Regions from separate parts of the Sus scrofa genome. Here region 1 is linked to region 2. A link is a contact called in public promoter capture Hi-C data. All regions are on one chromosome and are shown on one strand. The core of a region is the stretch at or near the end of the contact, and the rest is flanking DNA. Distances in the headings are between cores, read along the strand shown.

What was found. Promoter capture Hi-C pulls out the DNA fragments that hold promoters and counts their contacts.
Region 1: a promoter capture Hi-C map of liver shows a contact between it and region 2, with 7 times the contacts expected there. The contact joins the promoter of ZWINT here to the promoter of CISD1 in region 2. A contact is called at or near these places in 1 of 5 promoter capture datasets (liver) and 1 of 47 Hi-C or Micro-C datasets (heart right ventricle).

The regions. Positions count from the first base shown.
Region 1 is chr14:94,093,396-94,096,095 of Sscrofa11.1, reverse strand. It overlaps ZWINT (ZW10 interactor), which reads right to left and starts at 1,278. Exons shown (of 10, transcript XR_002338428.1): 1 at 1,116-1,278; 2 at 309-399; 3 at 31-154.
Region 2 is chr14:92,380,995-92,383,694 of Sscrofa11.1, reverse strand. CISD1 (CDGSH iron-sulfur domain-containing protein 1) reads left to right here and starts at 1,393. Exons shown (of 3, transcript XM_021073223.1): 1 at 1,393-1,596. The coding sequence starts at 1,572. IPMK (inositol polyphosphate multikinase) reads right to left here and starts at 224. Exons shown (of 6, transcript XM_021073222.1): 1 at 1-224.

The DNA of each region.
Region 1 (2,700 bases), core at 29-2,528, 1.7 Mb before region 2:
AGCCCTTATCCCAACTCCTTGCCTACTCACGGCTTGTGTCTTCAGAAGCCAAGGGGTCCAAGCCCTGCGCAGTGTCTTCCTGGATTAAGAAGTTCTGTAGGAAGTCTACTACTTGTAGCTGGCTGCAGAGGAGCTTGTCTTTCTTCCGAGAGTCCTGTTCAGAGGGAGGGTAGAGGCAGGGAACATTCTTAACTCCTAGTACTATAGGTCAACAAGGCTTCCTTGAAGTTTGCTCACCATTAATGCTGCCCAGTATCTCAACAGAAGGACTTAGGCTTCTGACAGGCTGGCTCCCATCTTGTACATACCATCACAAACTCAGCCAGGATCTGGGCGGGCAGTTCTGCCTCCTCCTGAAGACCTGTAGGTTCCAGGATGTCTGCCACCTTGGCCAAGGCCCTGAAGGGATAAGAAAACAGGGAAAACTGCGGACTCCTGTGTTCTAGAGAATTTGTGTGTACATGCACAAATGTGAACATATGTGTTAATACTGAGTCTTGCCCTGACTTTTATCCAACACAGTCTTGGAGGGCCATCTGGGACCAGGAATGGTGTGTGTACAGAGGACACACGGAGATTATGTGTTGTAAGGAAAAATAAGAAAAGCCAAGGGAATAAGGAATGTGAGGAAGGAGCTGTGATACTAAATAGGGAATGTCTCACTGAAGAGAAAACTTCCGAGTTTCTGAAAGGTGTAAGGGAGACAGGTAATGGGGGTAATGGGGAAGTCCTCCATTGAGAGAACACAAGGCTTGGGGCGGGGTCTCAGAATACTTGAGGAGAGGCTAAGGACAGGGGTCTGGGTGTCACAGGCTCTCCAGAGTTCTCCCTTGTTAGGGAGCGGTCTTACAAGGGAACAAAGTTCTCCCTTGTTAGGGAGCGGTCCATTAGAAGGCAGCGGTGAAAGAGCGTGTGTTGGAAGAGGGATGAATCTAGGAAATAGGCAACAGTTACCTCAAGAACCTAAGAATGGGGGGCTAGGGTCAGGATCACTTCACGGCGGAACCGAACCACAACAAGCTCTAAGGGGTCGACAGAGATCACCGATTTTATGAGGGGGCGCGCAAGGTCAGCCCCAGCCCATCCCTGGCTGCCACCTGGCGGTAGACACTTACTCTCGGGCTGCAGCCTCCGCTTTGGTCTCCGCCGCCTCCATCCTTCCCCGTTCAGTGCTTCGGCTCAATCCTCCGTCCACTTTGGATCCCCGCGGACTGCGCGCCGGGGCTGACAATTGGATGTCCGGTCAGTGGGTGGGAAACAAGGACTATCGTGGGCCCTCATTGGAAGATACAGATTCACGCATTGGCGGGCCCTGCTGTTTGGCGCAGGCGCAGTTGTTGCTGAGTCCTGCGGCCGCGCAGGTCTACGCCTGCGCAAAGGTCTACGCCTGCGCACTAGCGGGGAGGCTGTGAGGAAGCGGTTTGAGTTCGCTTCGCAGCGGGCAGCCGGTTCTTCTCAAACTACGCAAGAAAGTGGAGAACTTTGTAGTATGGCAGTTCTCAGTATTACCTTTATGCTGTGGAAGGAGAACACAGGTCTGCCTTCTGAGACTTGGCATCAGTAAAGAATAATGATCCTGGAGGCCCAGGAAGCAAATACTAGCTCAAAAACTTACTCCTTTAAAATTTTACAGAACGCGGTGCAGGGAGAAGCAACCTAGGCAGAGCCCGCGGATTACTTGTGTTGACAGGATGGAGCTGAATTCTGAGGGAAACCAAGGCAAGTAATGTTCTGTGCAGAGTATAGCAGAAAGGAGAGTTGAGCTGAGGGAGAACACGGGGTTCTTCAGAGTTTTCTCCAGTATTTTACTGAGTACTGGGCATCATGTGTCTGAGGAAACTTCCCTGAAAGGATTTTAAAGATTCCCAGAGATAACTTAGGGTCAGAAATAGTAACTTTCCACCAACCAGGCTGGAAAACTTCATAATCCATGCAGGTTTGATTAGAGTACACAATCGGGTTTTATCTTAGTAGGGCATTAGCTCTAGACTGATCACTGCACTGTTGCCTCCTAATAAATCTTAAAAACAACGCTCAAGTGGATTTAAGGGTTAACAAGTCACTTAAGTGTACGACAGACCAAAGTTCAGTAATATTTCTAGAAATACGAAAATGTCCAGCAACCAATAAGGTATAGTTCACAATGTCTGATATCCAGTTAAAAACTACCAAGCTGGCAAAAAAATAAAAACGGAATGAAAACCCATATTTAGGAGAAAAATAAATCACTGATTAGAATAGAAATAGATGTTAGAATCAACAGACAAGGATATTAGCAGTTCAAAAAGATGAGACGATCTGTAGTCAAAAAGGTAATAAGAGATAAGGATGTGGAAAAGTGGACTGCTGATGTTGCTGGTAGGAATCTAAAATGGTGCATCTGTTTTTGGAAAACAGTTTAGTAGTTCCTCGAAAGATTAAACATAGCGTAATAAAGATAAATGAAATTGAAGGCATAGCCTTAGAAACTAAGAAAATTAGCTTCTTAGAAATAATAGAAAATTAAAATACAAAATAAAAAGAACAAAGCAACATTGAACTGTGGGACAATCTCCCACAACCTTATAAACTGTGAATAGAGTTCCTGAAGGAGAGACAACAGGAGAGGACAAAAGCGAATTATGTAAGAATTAACAGAATTTGAAATTTGTTGAAAAGTATAAATTCACATATACAAGAAGCTCAGCAAACACCAAGCAC
Region 2 (2,700 bases), core at 144-2,643:
GCTGGTGGCCGCTGTGGCCCGATGAGGGGGCCCATGACGCCGCAGAGGCGCGGGCGCTCCCCTGCCCAACTCTGGGCAGAGCGCGGCTCCCTGCTCCCTCAGCTCCGCCGCCGGCCCCGGCGCAGCCCCGGAGACGGATCCGAGCGGATGAGCTGCGGCTGCGGCGCCCCGCGCTCCCAGGGGCCTTGACGGCGACGGCGGCCCCACCTCCCGCGCCCCCGCCCCCTCCCGCCGTCCTCCAGTCCCCTTAGCTGCCGCGCGCGCGTCAGCGCCGCCTGCACCGCCGCCTCCGCCGCAAGCTTCCGACTGCGCGACCAGCGGCCGCTGCCGCCACTGAGCATGCCCAGAGGCCGCCCGACGGGACCCCCGCGGCGGGGCGTGCGCCCCGGCCGCCAGGGCGAGCGGAAGGCGACCTGGATGCTGGGAAGACGCTGGCGGCCTTTCTTGTCCCCACCCTGACTGGCCGTGTGACGCCTGCAGGGCTGTTGTGTCCTCATTCATTCAGTGCGCGTTTGCACGCTTACCGGGGTCCGGCTCAAAGATGCCAGAGGCTCCCAATTGTGAGGACCAGTCAGTCCCGCGTTAGGAGAGTTAGGAGGGTGGCTGTGCCCAGGATGACTTGTGAGGCCACCCTTTAACTGCGATTACCTCCCTACAATCCCCAGCCGCACAGATACAACAGGAGTAAAAACTGGCAGTTTCTTAGCAGACGCGCCTGCAAAACACCCTTCAAGTAATACTATACCCCCTCCGAAAATTGGTGCCCCTAAGCAACTAAGAAAAGAAAGAAAAAGAAACCGACACCTATATCAGACTGCAAAAGATAAGGAATAATCTTTTTTAAGTGATCATTTTTTTTCTCTTAATGAAAAGAGCCAGGTTTTTTTCCCCTCCCTCAACACGAAGTTGTGTTAAGGCAAGGTCCCTTACGTTAAGGCAAGATCCAAGGTCCTCAATAGATGGAGAATTGGGTAGGCAGAAAAAAGGGATGCACAGTGGGAGCGAGGGGAGAGCCTAGAATGAGACATCACAGTGGGTTCCTGTGTCTGTCACTGGCATTTCATATAACTGGACTTCGCCCTGCAGGTACCAGACTAAACAAGAAAATGTGGGGTAAAACCTTAGATATCTGATTTTGGCAAGTGTTACATCAGCACTTGTTCTCGGTCCAGAGAAATCCGCGCACCTGGGAGAAACATAAAACCTGGCCTGGACTCCCTATTCCAAAGGCCCTTTTCCTGGGCTCCAGAACCAAGCGCCTAAGGATTGCGCAAACTCAGTTGCTACCTCTCTAGGTCGCTACTTCTCTAGGTCTCTCCCTCCTCCCCCCTCCTGCGGCTGTCAAAATCCGGACTCAAGATCTCCCAAAGGCCCGGGACACAGCTCTGCGCATGCTCAGCACTAGCCTGACGGATAATACACACGTGCTTACCGATCGTCGCGGCGCCTGCGCGGTAGCAGCCTGGAGTCGGTGCCCTTAGGACCGTCGCTGGTCGCCCCTTGACTCCCGCTGTCCGCGCGAGCCGGTTTGTGCTCAGCGTCCAGTGCACATCCTTGCAAGCGACGGCGCCATGAGTACGACTTCCAGCGTACGAGGTGAAGTGGGGCCTGGGAGTGGGTAAGGCTGGCGGCCTGCGCACCGATTGCAGATCCCTCAGCGCCTCTTTGGGCTGTTACTGCCGCTCGCTCTGCGCGCCCGCCGGTCCTGTAACCTTGAGATGCAGAAGGGCAAGCGTTCCGCTGGCCTTCGGGCTCCCCGGACCGCACGGGGAAAAGAGCAAGATCAGAGTATGATCTCCAGGCATAAGTGGCATGGGGGCCATGCAGGCATCTACCCAGTTTTAGACCGCATTTCCCCAAACTAGCTAAACCCTAAATCCTAACGATTCTTGCTCTGCTAGTTTTTCTTATCCCCTGCGACGCCTGTTTTGTCATAGGGCCTGGATAAAAGGAAAGATGAAAACAAACAAAAAACCCTCTTCTCCACTCTCAACCCTTAAATCACCGTGGAGTGAGAACGTCGATTTCCTGCAACCATCAAGCGGTGCATGCATGACTAATCACATCTTAGTTTTTTGCACACGTTTTTTTAAAGGAAGGAAACCCAATCCGGGGTCTTCAGTTTTCCCAGGTTTTTTTGTTTTGTTTTTGTTTTTGTTTTAATGCCTCTGGCATCTGGCTCTCGGTGGCAGTAGTCCAAGAGAGGATAGAAAACTGAGTTGGAGCTCACTGATCCTTCACCTTTCTCAGCCTTGCTTCCCTTGTGCTGGTACCTGGGGTTTGAAAATGTTACTTCACAGAAGGTTCGATTAAAATTAGACTTTCTAGAAGTCAGTTAATGTGGGGCTTCACTTCATAATAATTCTTGATGGTAGTATAATTGTTAATTTAATAATGTGTACCATCCAGTATACATGTGATCTTTGCCAGGTATATAACGCCACACCTCAAGGTTTGGTAACGTGTAATGATAGTTAAGTAAAGGCAAAGAGATTGCCCAGAAGTCAATTAAAAATAGCGCTCTTGATTCATTTAGTGAATATTGAGCATCTGGAGTGGGAGGTGTAAAAGATCCCTACTAACTTGCACCCTAGTTTTGTTGCAAAAGTTACCTAACAGAGTGAGGTTGGTAATCCATGACGTTTTTAAGTTCCTAATGTGGCATATAGGAGGTGATTACTTGGAAAAGTTATTTCAAAG